3 separate regions of the Sus scrofa genome follow, and all the other regions are linked to region 3. The links are chromatin contacts, called in public Hi-C and HiChIP or PLAC-seq maps. All regions are on one chromosome and are shown on one strand. Each heading gives the region's core, a stretch centred on a gene start, on an enhancer-like site or on the middle of the called end of the contact. The rest is flanking DNA. Distances are from core to core; before and after follow the strand shown. Region 1 holds the start of MYSM1 (histone H2A deubiquitinase MYSM1). Region 2 has its middle 96 kb from the start of JUN. Region 3 holds the start of JUN (Jun proto-oncogene, AP-1 transcription factor subunit).

Region 1 (4,106 bases), core at 188-2,687, 69 kb after region 3:
GTTTCCTCATCTCTAAAATGAAAGTGACTATATTTATTTTATTTTATTTTATTTTAGGCCACACCTGCAGCATATGGAAGTTCCCAGGCTAGGGGTCGAAATCGGAGCTACAGCAGCTTGCCTATGCCACAGCCATAACAACACAGGATCCAAGCAGCGTCTGCAATCTACACCATAGCTCACAGCAACAACGGATCTTTAACCCACCAAGTAGGGCCAGGGATCGAACCTGCATCCTCATGGAGACTAGTCAGATTCGTTTCCTCCGTGCCACAATGGGAACTCCTATATATTTTTAATTTTTAAATTTTTTTTGTCTTTTTGCCTCTTATAGGGCCGCTCCCGCAGCATATGGAGATTCCCAGGCTAGGGGTCTAATCGGAGCTGTAGAGCACACAGCAACGCGGGATCCATTGCTCACGGCAATACTGGGTCCTTAACCCACTGAGCAAGGCCAGGGATCAAACCAGAACCTCATGGTTCCTAGTCAGATTTGTTAACCACTGAGCCACGATGGGAATTCCTCCTATATATTTTTAAATAAATAGTTAAATTTAAACAGTAGACCAGGCTTCGGGAGTGTATTCAACTGTGGGGTTATAGCCACTTCCTTGCAGGTAGGGTTGAGCTATACCCTTAAGGAGCCTCGTTCACATAAAGCCAGCAAACCAGGTGCATAGGCGCATGTGTGGGGAGGATTCATATTAGTCTCCCTGTTTAGGGAGGCCTTTATGCCTAAAGGCCTTGGGGCATATTGGAATTCTGTGCAGGACTTTCCTTCCTTCCATATATATTTTAATGCCTATTGATGCCTAATACTGGGCCAGAAAGACTTCAGTTCTGTATTATAGGAGACACTGTTCATATGGTATTTTGTGTCTAGGAGACATTTGATACCCTGTGTGTCCAGGTAGTACTACAAGGGTTCCTATCCCACTTGTTTTGTAAAGATCAATGAAAGGCATCTATATTCTACAGCTCTGACCATCTGGCCATGTCCATCTTTCTAACCTTGCTATTAATTACATCTAACAAATATCTTAGAAAGCCTACTCTGTGCCAAGCATGCCAATTACCACTGAGACTGGTCACAGGATAGGCCCTTTAGCAACAGGATAACTTAAGGATGGAGCACTATTCAGTTTCTGAGCACTGGATCTCTCTCTTTACAAAACTTTCTCTCCATCTTTGGCCACACAGTTGTATTACAGCTCCTCTTATGGCTTGAGTGCAAGGGTGCATTGGGGCCAACTCAGAATATTGTGGGAAGTGAATTCATTCCATTAATTGATTGATTCACTCATCAGTTCAATATTTATTGAGCACCAACTGTGTCAGACATCATGTTGAATGTTGATACCTTAAGGACTAGTCCAAAGACTAGCAGATACAGCCTTTGTCCTTAATGAATTCATAGTCAGATGGTGGAGGCAGAAAAATGAATTAACAGCTACAATAATGTGAATGATAGATGCTAAGGTAGAAGAATACATAAGGGTAATATTTAATTTCTTAAAAAGCCTTAAGTTCTTTGAGAGAAATGGTGTTTGTCTCTCACAGTTCCTAACAACACAATTTGTACAGGTAAACACTCAGTAAAGTGTCAAAAGGTCTGGATTTTGGTCCCAGTTCTGTCTTTGACTAGCTGTCCATCCTTCTCATTAGTCATCTCAACTTTCTGAGCTTCAGTTTATCTGCAAAGGGTGACTGATGTTATTGGTCCTGCTTATCTCACTGGGTTTTGGCGTTTTCTTTGTTTCTGTTTTTTTGGCCACACCCAGCGGCATGCGTAAATTCCTGCGCTATGGTCAAACTCTTGCCACAAGCTTCTGCAGCGACAACGCCGGGCCCTTAACCTGCTGTACCATAAGGAAACTCCCTCACCAGGTTATTGTGAAGATCAACGGTGATGAGTGATTTTTTAATTAACTGTAAAGATATCTACGAAATAAAATACACAATCCTAAGTTATATTCTAAACTCTTTCCTGAATATTAAAACAGATGTTCAGCATTTTTATAAGTGCTGAATGATTCTATTCTAAAAAATAAAAACCAGCAGATAAGGGTCGCTGTTGCCACTTTCACATTCAAAGTCCGTCTGGCTTGATCTTTTCAGCACTCCAGGTATTTAGTATAAACCCCATTTTACAAATTAGAGAAGCGAGGCGCCAAAGAATTTATCCAAGACCACAACGTCTTCAAAATCCAAGCCTGGGCCACTTGCCAAGGTCTTTACACGTCAACAAAAGTCAGAAGAATCCAGACCCAGGACGCTAATATCTTTTCCCCGAAAGCCCCGCTTCTTGAGCCTGGGAGGGGCCGGTCGACGCCTCAACTCCGCCCCGTGACGCACGCAGCCCCGCCTTCACGCCCTCCACCTCTCGCGGGATCTCTCGAGAGCACGGCTGGGGTCAGGTCCCATCATGGCGGCAGAAGAGGCGGATGTGGATGTCGAAGGGGACGTCATGCCAGCGGCGGCACAGTCTGGGTGAGACATAGAGACCGGGTTTTGCAGAGACGAGGAGGGGCGCGGATGTGAGAAGGGTACCCTAGAAAGGCTGGGGTTCCGGAAGGGTCCAGGGGAGCGAAAGACCATCCGCTGGGGCCGGGGTCTCCCAGAGGCCTGGGCGGCGCCGCGCCCATCCCGCCGCCCGGCTCTTCCAAAGCGCAGCCGGCGAGTACCTGAGACTTGGGGCGGACAGCGTTTTCTCCTTTTGCTTGGATGCTGTGAGGGCGCCGGTCGCCCCTAGCACATTGCGGGCTCTTAAGCAATTACTTCTTCCGTTAGTGTCACCCTAGAATCCGCCCCCTTGCCACCGCCCAATAATCATGAGAACAAGGGCTGTCCCTAGATGGGACCTGAGCGTAGGGATTCTGGTACCATCGCCTGCAAGCCCTGTGACCTTGGGTGTGTCGTTTTATCCCTACTCCCTATCGATTTTCTCTTCCACATAAGGATAGTTGTGAAAAACTTCCAGAGAGGTATCGTGACTTAAAGGAAAGGGCAGGACGTAGAGTTAGACAGCTTTGGGTTCTCTTGTAATGGCTGGTCCTGCGAGATACTAGTAGTGTGACCTTGGGCCAGACTTTTAATTTGTCTGAGCCTCAGACAGTTCGTGAGTAGGCTGACGATCATGTTAGGTACCTCGTATGATTATTGTGAAGAAAAAATGAAGTGATTATGGGATAGGTGCTCTGTAGATGTGTTCTTTACCGGCCCGTTATCCCTAGGGGTGGTATTGTGAGGACTGCGGCGGGGGGGTGTCACAATTTATTTAGTATCTCTACCTGCAGAGCAGGCCAGTGGGGTTTTAAACAATAACCTTCAGCTTGAGACATCTAGCCCTTTGACTCCTTGCTTGCAGGGAATGAAAGCAACCATTTTTAAAATATGCTTTCAGAATCTCCTTTTAGTAATGGAAAAGGCCCAGATGGGTCAGGAATTCTAAGACCTCAGTTCTAAACTCAGCTATGTTGCTTGTACCTATAAAGAACGTTCGAAGTCTCTAGAACCATGTGGATTTGCCAATCTTAGACGGTTTTGACCTATTAAAAAGCAATTTCACGTGGTCGAACCTAGTGATAGGGCCTCTGTAAATTTTGAAGTGTACTGGCCCTGCCCATGAGGAACTAAGATAGTGGGTTTAAAGTTCTTCTGAACCCTAAAGCACTGTGAAAATGAGTAACCAACTTCATGTAGTCATTCTCCCTCAAATCTTTAGGCAAAATAGTCCAAAGCTATACAAATGGATAGGAAGGGTTTACTAACAATCATTGTTCACATTTGTGTAGACCTCGTTAATCTTGCACAAGTGCTTTTGCATGTGTGATTTAATTTGCTTTTCACAAGTCTGTGAAATAAGTGGGAGGGATTCTTATCTGCAGCCCAGAGAGAAATGAATTGGCCTTGGAAACACCAAAGATCAGCTGAGAGCATTGGCTCTATCTATCCGTTTTCCATAGGTTCTTTATTTTTCTGATTGTATTTTATTTTTATCCCTTTTTCTCTCTCTCTTTTTTTTTTTATTATTTTGCTTGAGCCTCAGTTTTATTGGTGGCACCTGTGATCATCTTAGTCTCATGTAACCAGTAATAGGGTTATTG
Region 2 (4,039 bases), core at 641-3,140, 96 kb before region 3:
GTATATATGTGTATGTATATATGTGTGTGTATATGTATGTGTGTATATATGTGTGTGTGTATGTGTGTGTGTATATATGTGTGTATATATATGTGTGTGTGTATATATGTGTGTGTGTATGTGTATGTATATGTGTGTATATATGTGTGTGTGTATATATGTGTGTGTGTGTATGTGTGTGTATATGTGTATGTATATATTTGTGTGTGTATGTGTGTGTGTATGTGTGTGTGTATATATGTGTGTGTGTATGTGTATGTATATGTGTGTATATATGTGTGTGTGTATATATGTGTGTGTGTGTATATATGTGTGTGTATGTGTATGTATATGTGTGTGTATATATGTGTGTGTGTATACACACACACATATGTATACATATTCTTCTTCAGAATCTTTTCCATTTTAGGTTATTACAAGTATTGAATGTTGCTCCTTGTGCTGTATAGTAAGGCCTTGCTATTTATCTATTTTACATACAGCAGTGTGGATCTGTTAATGCCAATTCCCATTATCCTCCTCCTCCCCTCCTTCCTCTTTGGTAACTATAAGTGTGTTTTCTATGTCTGTGAGTTTATTTCTGTCTTATAAATTAGTATCTCCGCATCATTTCTCTCAGTTCCACATATAAGTGATATCCTATGATACTTCTCTTTCTCTGTCTGACTTACTTCACTCATTCATACTTAGACTTTGAAATGCAGTGTGTGTTTTACATGTACAAGCATCTCCATTCAGACCAGGCACATTTCAAGTGGCTGCTGGCTCCTAAGGTGAACAGTACAGACTGAGACTAATTTACACGCCCTTTCAGAGTGCTCCCCTAGCATCTTAAACTTACAAGTGCAAGTATCTGTTTACTTGACTTATGCACAAGCAACTCTCTTGAGGAGAGGAAAAGAGTGCTGTCCCCAGGGCCTAACATAGTACCTGGCACAGAGCACTCAATCAATACTTGTTAAACAAATATTATTCATTTCTCTGCCCCCAATGCCCAGCCCAGTGCTTGACCTTCAGTAGGCACTTAATAAAGACTTATTACATTAGTGAAGTAATAACCTGGTATTTTAATGGTAAGCGAATTTGTGACTTGCCAGCAGGTGAAAACCAGGCAGTTTATTGCAGAAGAGACAATGGTACCTTTCTAGCCCTCAAAGTAACACCTGCTATTAAGTCAAGTTTCCTTCACCACCTCCATCCCCCCAAACTGAGCTGGAGCCAGATGGTAGGCCTGCACATTCTGGTAAGATCACACAATGCCTGGCCTGCCGTGATAAGGAGGCCTATCAAGTTGCCATGAGCAAATAACACAAACTCCCAGCTAAGGCTTCATTTCTCTGGTTCACTGTATTCTATTTCTTCCAAAATTGACTCAGCACAGAGCCAGGTGAGAGGCTCTGAAAAGTTGCCAGCCCTTGTGCAATAGAAATCTAGGGAACTTTACAAAAATATCAATAAAATCCATAATGATGGGACATTTCAGCCTCAGCAGCATCACTAGCTAGCATGATGCCCCGAAGCAACTTGTGGCCCCTCCTTGAGCCTGAACTTCCTCACCGGTAAGCTGGGAGTGGCCGCACAGACTTCTTTGGCCTTGAAGTCACAAAGACCCTATGAGACCAGAGCTCCCTGCACGGGGAGGGCTCCCTGGACTTGTTCCTGCAAGGCTCTCCTAGGGCATTTGCAAAGTGAGACAGCATTATTTTTGTCTTGCCAATCAGCCACAAGCTGGATGGTTGCCTTACAGTTATGTAGAACTCCCCCGCCCCCACCCCCTTGTGGACAACTAAAACACAAACACTATTTAGAAAGATCTGGGCCGAGTCATCTCTTTGGAGCCTGGTGGCAGGCCAGGAGGCCGGTCACAAAGGCTGTATTCAGCGGGAAACAGCAGCCTGATGGGCAGGAGCCTTGTCCCAAACATTCTTTACTAGGCTTGGTGGGGGGTGGGAGTGGGGAGGGGTTACCAGTCTCCCAGTGTTTGTTGCTGCGTCTCCACAGCAACGCGTTGGTGGTAGTGAAACCTTGAAACTGCACATTGAAACTTGGGAGGTACTGCTAAGACAGGCCTGCTTGGGAGAAGGTTTTCTCCTGCACCTTCCCTTCCCTCTCTAACGGAAGAGTTTTCCGAGCTCCTTTCAAAAGGCATTAAAGAGATGCTATTATGCTAACAACACACAGCCCACTTACCTGCTCTAAGGAAAGTGATATGTGCAAAGACTGTAGCAGTTGCCCAGGACAGGTTTTAAGAGACTTACACCAAATTGAGCAGCCTTGTATGGTCTGCAGAGCTTAGCAGCATGGTGTGCTGACTCTGGTTCTGGTACAGGTAAATCCTGCTTACCTGAGGGACCTTGGGGAAGTCACTTTCAGTAACTGAGCCCTTTCTTCAGAAAAAAAAAAAAAAAAGTTTAATGAAATTAAACCCAATTCCCAATCCAATAAGCTCTTATTGATGTCTACCCTGAATTAGTGCTGGAATTGCAAAGTTAAAAACATGTAATTATTGATGGAGAGGGATAAATTGGGAATTTGGGGTTAGCAGATACACACTACTGTATATAAAATAGATAAACAACAAGGACCTACTGTCTAGCATTGGGAACGATATCAACATCTTGTAATAACCCACAATGGAAAAGAATATGTACATATATGTAAATGAATCACTTTGCTGTACACCTGAAAACACTGTAAATCAACTATACTTTAATTCAAAAAAAAAAAAAGGCACTGCATATGGCCATTGCCCTCAAGGAGCTCATGTAACCTGCCAGGCAGAGTTGTATTAAATAGTAGAGTGAATCACACCACATGCCTCCTGCCTGGCTCCCAGTGGAGACCGTTCATCTCAGAGAAGTTTATTTCTCTCCCTTCTTCATTCTAGGCCACTTCAGACAAAGCCCCGAAAGATGAATAAAAGCCCATGTACTTTCATAATGGTTCTACTTGTATTCAAGATACATTTACCAATTTGGACAAACTGGGAAGGAACTGATCTTTCATTGATTACACCTTATGTCTTCATTACAGCATGCTTTCACATTCCACATTCATTGGTTTTCTTAATTACCTGCTGAACTTGGAAGGGCAAGATGTTGTTTCCACCCTAGACTGAAGGTGCTGAGGTATGAAGGGAAATCATCTGCCCAGATCACAGAGGGAGATGGAGGCAGAGCTGGGATTCAAATTCTCGTTTCCCAGTTTCTTCCTTCAAAAAATATTTCTTGAGCAGCTACTAGGTGCCAACATTTTTCCAGATGCTGGGGTAATAGCCATGACCACAACATATTTCTATTAAGGAGCTTAAATTCCAGAGGAAAGAAGCAGACTGTTAACAATCTCATAGAGTTCCCGTTGTCAGTCAAGAATCTGACAAGTACCCATGAGGATGTGGGTTCCAACCCTGGCCTCATTCAGTGGGTTAAGGATCCAGCGTTGCTGTGAGCTGTGGTGTAGGCTGCAGATGTAGCTTGGATCCCGAGTCGCTGTTGCTGTAGCCCAGGAGCTGCAGCTCCAATTCGACCTCTAGCCTGGGAACGCCCATAATGCTGCAGGAGTGGCCCTAAAAAGAAAATAGAAAAAAAAAAAAAAAAAAAAAAAAAAGAACAATCCCATAAATACATACTCTATCAGGAAGTGATAAGCATGATGGAGAAAAAAACAAGCAGAGTGAAGAAAATAGTGATGCCCAGTACCATTTTCTATAGTGTCATCTGGGAAGGTCTTTGAGGATCCCTGAGAGAAGTGAGAAGCCAGCCATGTGGGTATTACAGTGGAAGAGAATCTGGATAGAAGGGAAAGGAAGACTTGAGGTCCTCTGGTGGGAACACGTTGGCCTGTTTGTGGAACAGCCAGAAGACCAGTGTGGCTAAAGCAAAGAGAAGAATGAGGAGACAGTCAGGAGATGAAACCAGAGAATAAGTGAGGGGTCCAGTTCATGACAGCCTCTTGGGGGATGGAGTGAACTTTGGATTCCACATAGAGTGAGACTGCGGCCATTGGAAGGCTTTTGACAAAGGAGTGACATGCTGTTCCC
Region 3 (4,364 bases), core at 793-3,292:
CATACACTTTTGTCCCTAAGGGGTGCGGGGATGGGGGAGGATAAAATAACAACCACAGAAAAGGAACCACTTACATGGGTCTAGCGCTTCCTAGAGGCTACACAGGATATGGACCCACCACCCGGCCGGAGAAATTTGAAATCTTGGATCCTCCCCTGACTCGCTGCGTGACTTTTGGCAAGTGCCTGCTGCTCTCGGACTTGTTTTCCCGGAAGCAAATCAGGGCGAGAGGAGTGGTTGGTGTGTGTGTGTGTGTGTGTGTGTGTGTGTGTGTACACACATGTGAAGTGTGGTGTGCCCGTGCATGTTATGCGGGGGCGGCGAGAAGACGATCACCGGGGTTCCCCGAGTTTCGGATTACCTATAACGCTCATTCCCAACTGGGTGCCCCCTAATTCCACCCCCTGTTAAGAAACCGCCTCCGGTTCCCAAGGCAAAGCTGTGAACCCCGCGCGCTTTCTCCCATGGTCTGGAGGGTGAAGTAGGGGCGCGGCAGGGACTTAGATGAACACCCAGTTTCAAGCAATGCAAATCACTCGGCTTCCAGACAGCGCCGCGAACAGTCGCTCTTGAACTTGACCGGGAGACAAATTTCGGAGAGTTCTCAACGTGGGGGGCCGACTCTCCTAAACTTCAGCCCACTTTCACTCGCCCCCACAAGGGCCTTAACAGAGCCACCTTAAGGGCGGTGCTCCCGCCCCCCGGAAATGCGGGGGGGGGCAGGGACCTGGGCGCTTAGCCCGCCCCCTCCCCCCCGCGCGGCGGCGAAGTGCCCGCAGATGACATCGACCCCCTCAGTGACACCCGCCCAGCCCACTCAGGCCGAGCCATCGGGCCCGGTTCCCCAGCCTTCCGGGTCCCCGCATCCCCTGCCTTCCCTGAACTTGAGCCCGCCTCCTTCAGAGGCTGCGAGCCGCCGCCGGAGTCCGCCCAGCTTGCGGCAGCCACCGTCACTAGACAGTCAAACCCCAAGACGTCAGCCCACAATGCACCGGGCGGGCCAGGAAAGACGCGCCGAGGAGGGGAGGGGGAAGAGAGAGGCGCTAGTCGCGAGGAGAGGAGGGAGGGGAGGCAAAAGAAGGGCCCAACTGTAGGAGGGCAGCGGAGCATTACCTCATCCCGTGAGCCTCCGCGGGTCCAGAGAAGAATCTTCTAGGGTGGGGTCTCCATGGCGACGGGTGGGCCCGCCCTCCTGAGAGCGACAAGAGCCAATGGGAAGGCCTTGGGGTGACATCATGGGCTATTTTTAGGGGTTTACTGGTAGCAGATAAGTGTTGAGCTCCGGCTGGATAAGGGCTCAGAGTTGCACTGAGTGTGGCTGAAGCAGCGAGGCGGGAGTGGAGGTTCGCCGATTCAGGCAGGCAGACAGGCACCGTCAGTCGGGGCGGACTGCAAATCTTATTTTCTTTTCCATTTTCTCTCCCACGACCCGGAGCTAACGCCTGTGGCTCCCGGGCTGGTGTTTTGGGGAGTGCCGGGAGATCCCCTTCTCCAGCCGCCCCCAGGCGGAGAGCCCCGCTGCGCGGGCGCTGCTGACAGCTCGGAGAGCGGCCACTGTCCGCACGGGGAAGTCCGGAGACCAGCTGCAGCGGCGAGAAGTTTCCCGGCAAGGAGGACAGGGGACAAGTGGCCGCCGGGTCCCGGAGCGAACTTTCGCAAAGCTTCTCTCCGCCCGAAGCTGCCGCAGAGGCGGTAAAGAAAAGGAGGCGGTGGAGTGAGGAGGACGTGCGCTCCGCTCCGCTCGCACCGGTTGCTGAACTTGGGCGAGCGCGACCCGCGGCTGCCGGGCGCCCCCTCCCCCTCGCAGCGGAGGAGGGGACAGTCGTCGGAGTCCGGGCGGCGGAGACCCGCCGCGGGCAGGCCACCGCGGGCTTTGCGCTGCCTGCCTCCGCCTGGAAGCGAGTTCGTCCGCGGGCTCCGAGGAACCGCTGCTCCCGAGAGCTCACCGTGAGTGACCGCGACTTTTTCAAAGCCGGGAAGCGCGCGCGAGCGGACGAGTAAGAGTGCGGGCGGCGTCTCAACCTTGCGATCCCCCGGAGCGAGCTGGTGAGGAGGGCGCAGGGGGGAGGCCAGCCGGCGGGGGCGCGCGCTCTTAGAGAAACTTTCCTCGCTCACGGCCCCGGGAAGCGCGGGTGTCCCCCGTTTGCCAGCGCGCTGTTGCGGCCCCGAAACTTCTGCGCGCAACCCAAACTCACCCCACGTGAAGTGACGGACTGTTCTATGACTGCAAAGATGGAAACGACCTTCTACGACGATGCCCTCAACGCCTCGTTCCTCCAGTCCGAGAGCGGTGCCTACGGCTACAGTAACCCCAAGATCCTGAAGCAGAGCATGACCCTGAACCTGGCTGACCCGGTGGGCAACCTGAAGCCGCACCTACGGGCCAAGAACTCCGACCTCCTCACCTCGCCCGACGTGGGGCTGCTCAAGCTGGCGTCGCCCGAACTCGAGCGCCTGATAATCCAGTCCAGTAACGGGCACATCACCACCACGCCGACCCCTACCCAGTTCCTATGCCCCAAGAACGTGACTGACGAGCAGGAGGGCTTCGCCGAGGGGTTCGTGCGCGCGCTGGCCGAACTGCACAGCCAGAACACTCTGCCCAGCGTCACGTCGGCGGCGCAGCCGGTCAGCGGGGCGGGCCTGGTGGCTCCGGCGGTAGCTTCAGTGGCGGGCGGCAGCGGCAGCGGCGGCTTCAGCGCCAGCCTACACAGCGAGCCGCCAGTCTACGCTAATCTCAGCAACTTCAACCCCGGCGCGCTGAGCAGCGGCGGCGGGGCGCCCTCCTACGGCGCGGCGGGCCTGGCCTTTCCCGCTCAGCCCCAGCAGCAGCAACAGCAACCACCGCAGCCGCCGCACCACCTGCCCCAGCAGATCCCCGTGCAGCACCCGCGGCTGCAGGCCCTGAAGGAGGAGCCGCAGACGGTGCCCGAGATGCCCGGGGAAACCCCGCCCCTGTCTCCCATCGACATGGAGTCGCAGGAGCGGATCAAGGCGGAGAGGAAGCGCATGAGGAACCGCATCGCTGCCTCCAAGTGCCGGAAAAGGAAGCTGGAGAGGATCGCCCGGCTGGAGGAAAAAGTGAAAACCTTGAAAGCGCAGAACTCGGAGCTGGCGTCCACCGCCAACATGCTCAGGGAACAGGTGGCCCAGCTTAAACAAAAAGTCATGAACCACGTTAACAGTGGGTGCCAACTCATGCTAACGCAGCAGTTGCAAACGTTTTGAGGCGAGACTGTTGGGGGCTGAGGGGCAATGGAGAAAAAAAAAAAAATAGCAGAGAGACAGACTTGAGAACTTGACAAGTTGCGAGAGAGAGGGAGAAAAAAAAAAGAAGTGTCGGAGGACTAAAGCCAAGGGTATCCAAGTTGGACTGGGTTGCGTCCTGACGGCGCCCCCAGTGTGCACGAGTGGGAAGGACTTGGCTCGCCCTCCCTCGGCGCGGAGCCAGGGAGCGGCAGCCCGCGGGCTGCCCCGCTTTGCGAACGGGCTGTCCCCGCGCAAACAGAACGTTAAGACTTTTCTTTAACACTGACCAAGAACTGCATGGACCTAACATTCGATCTCATTCAGTATTAAGGGGGGGGAGGGGGGAGGGTTGCAAACTGCAATAGAGACTGTAGATTGCTTCTGTAGTACTCCTTAACACAAAGGGGGGGGTGGGGGAGGGGAGGCGGGAGGGAGGTTTGTGAGAGCGAGGCCCAGCCTGCAGATGAACTCTTTCTGGCCTGCCTTCCATTACTGTGTATGTACATATATATATTTTTTAATTTGATGAAAGCTGATTACTGTCAATAAACAGCTTCATGCCTTTGTAAGTTATTTCATGTTTGTTTGTTTGGGTGTCCTGCCCAGTTGTTGTTTGTAAATAAGAAATTTTGAGCACTCTGAGTTTACCATTTGTAATAAAGTATATAATTTTTTTATGTTTTGTTTCTGAAAATTCCAGAAAGGATATTTAAGAAAATACAATAAAATATTGAAAAAGTTACCCCTCCCCCAACCTCTTTTCTGCATTATCTATAGATTACTCGTCCAGGTGGAGTTGAAGGAGTTAAGAGGGTCAATTAAAATCACTCACAGTGCTGCTTGCTATCAAGCAGTGAAAACTGTTGTCTGCTGGACTTGAGAAATAACTGTAACTGATGCTCTGGTGAAGCTATACTCTTCCCTCCCCAACTATCTATATAGAGTTGCTTAACAAAGGATAGTGTGGCATTTTAGGAGGCTGAGGGAAGGGAAGTTATGATGCAGAGGGACAGCCCACTGGGGAGTCAAAACATTTTAAAGTTTGGATTATATCAAGTGGCGTGTGCTGTGACCATTTATAATGTTAGTAGAAATTTTAACAATAGATGCTTATT

What was found. Hi-C and Micro-C count contacts between places; a contact is called where the count stands out from the background. HiChIP or PLAC-seq counts read pairs in DNA pulled down with a chosen protein or histone mark.
Region 1: a contact with region 3 is called in an H3K27ac HiChIP or PLAC-seq map of alveolar macrophages. The contact joins the promoter of MYSM1 here to the promoter of JUN in region 3. A contact is called at or near these places in 3 of 47 Hi-C or Micro-C datasets (blood, embryonic fibroblasts and mesenchymal stem cells) and 1 of 2 datasets of contacts at active chromatin or transcription factors (alveolar macrophages).
Region 2: a contact with region 3 is called in a Hi-C map of embryonic fibroblasts, with 3 times the contacts expected there. The contact joins the enhancer-like site here to the promoter of JUN in region 3. A contact is called at or near these places in 8 of 47 Hi-C or Micro-C datasets (alveolar macrophages, embryonic fibroblasts, fetal liver and 4 more) and 2 of 2 datasets of contacts at active chromatin or transcription factors (alveolar macrophages and skeletal muscle).

Annotation. Positions count from the first base shown.
Region 1 is chr6:153,753,772-153,757,877 of Sscrofa11.1, forward strand. It overlaps MYSM1 (histone H2A deubiquitinase MYSM1), which reads left to right and starts at 1,438. Exons shown (of 20, transcript XM_021096571.1): 1 at 1,438-2,490. The coding sequence starts at 2,426.
Region 2 is chr6:153,588,116-153,592,154 of Sscrofa11.1, forward strand. No RefSeq gene overlaps it. Among named protein-coding and RNA genes, the nearest start is that of JUN, 96 kb to the right of the region's middle. Within about 2 kb of position 1,891, at least 46 of the 83 cell types and tissues checked have an H3K27ac peak or open chromatin away from gene starts, as enhancers often do. A contact at or near this core is called in embryonic fibroblasts, fetal liver, omental adipose tissue and 1 more, where this site is marked.
Region 3 is chr6:153,684,383-153,688,746 of Sscrofa11.1, forward strand. JUN (Jun proto-oncogene, AP-1 transcription factor subunit) reads left to right here and starts at 2,043. Exons shown (of 1, transcript NM_213880.1): 1 at 2,043-3,253. The coding sequence starts at 2,221. The coding sequence ends at 3,228.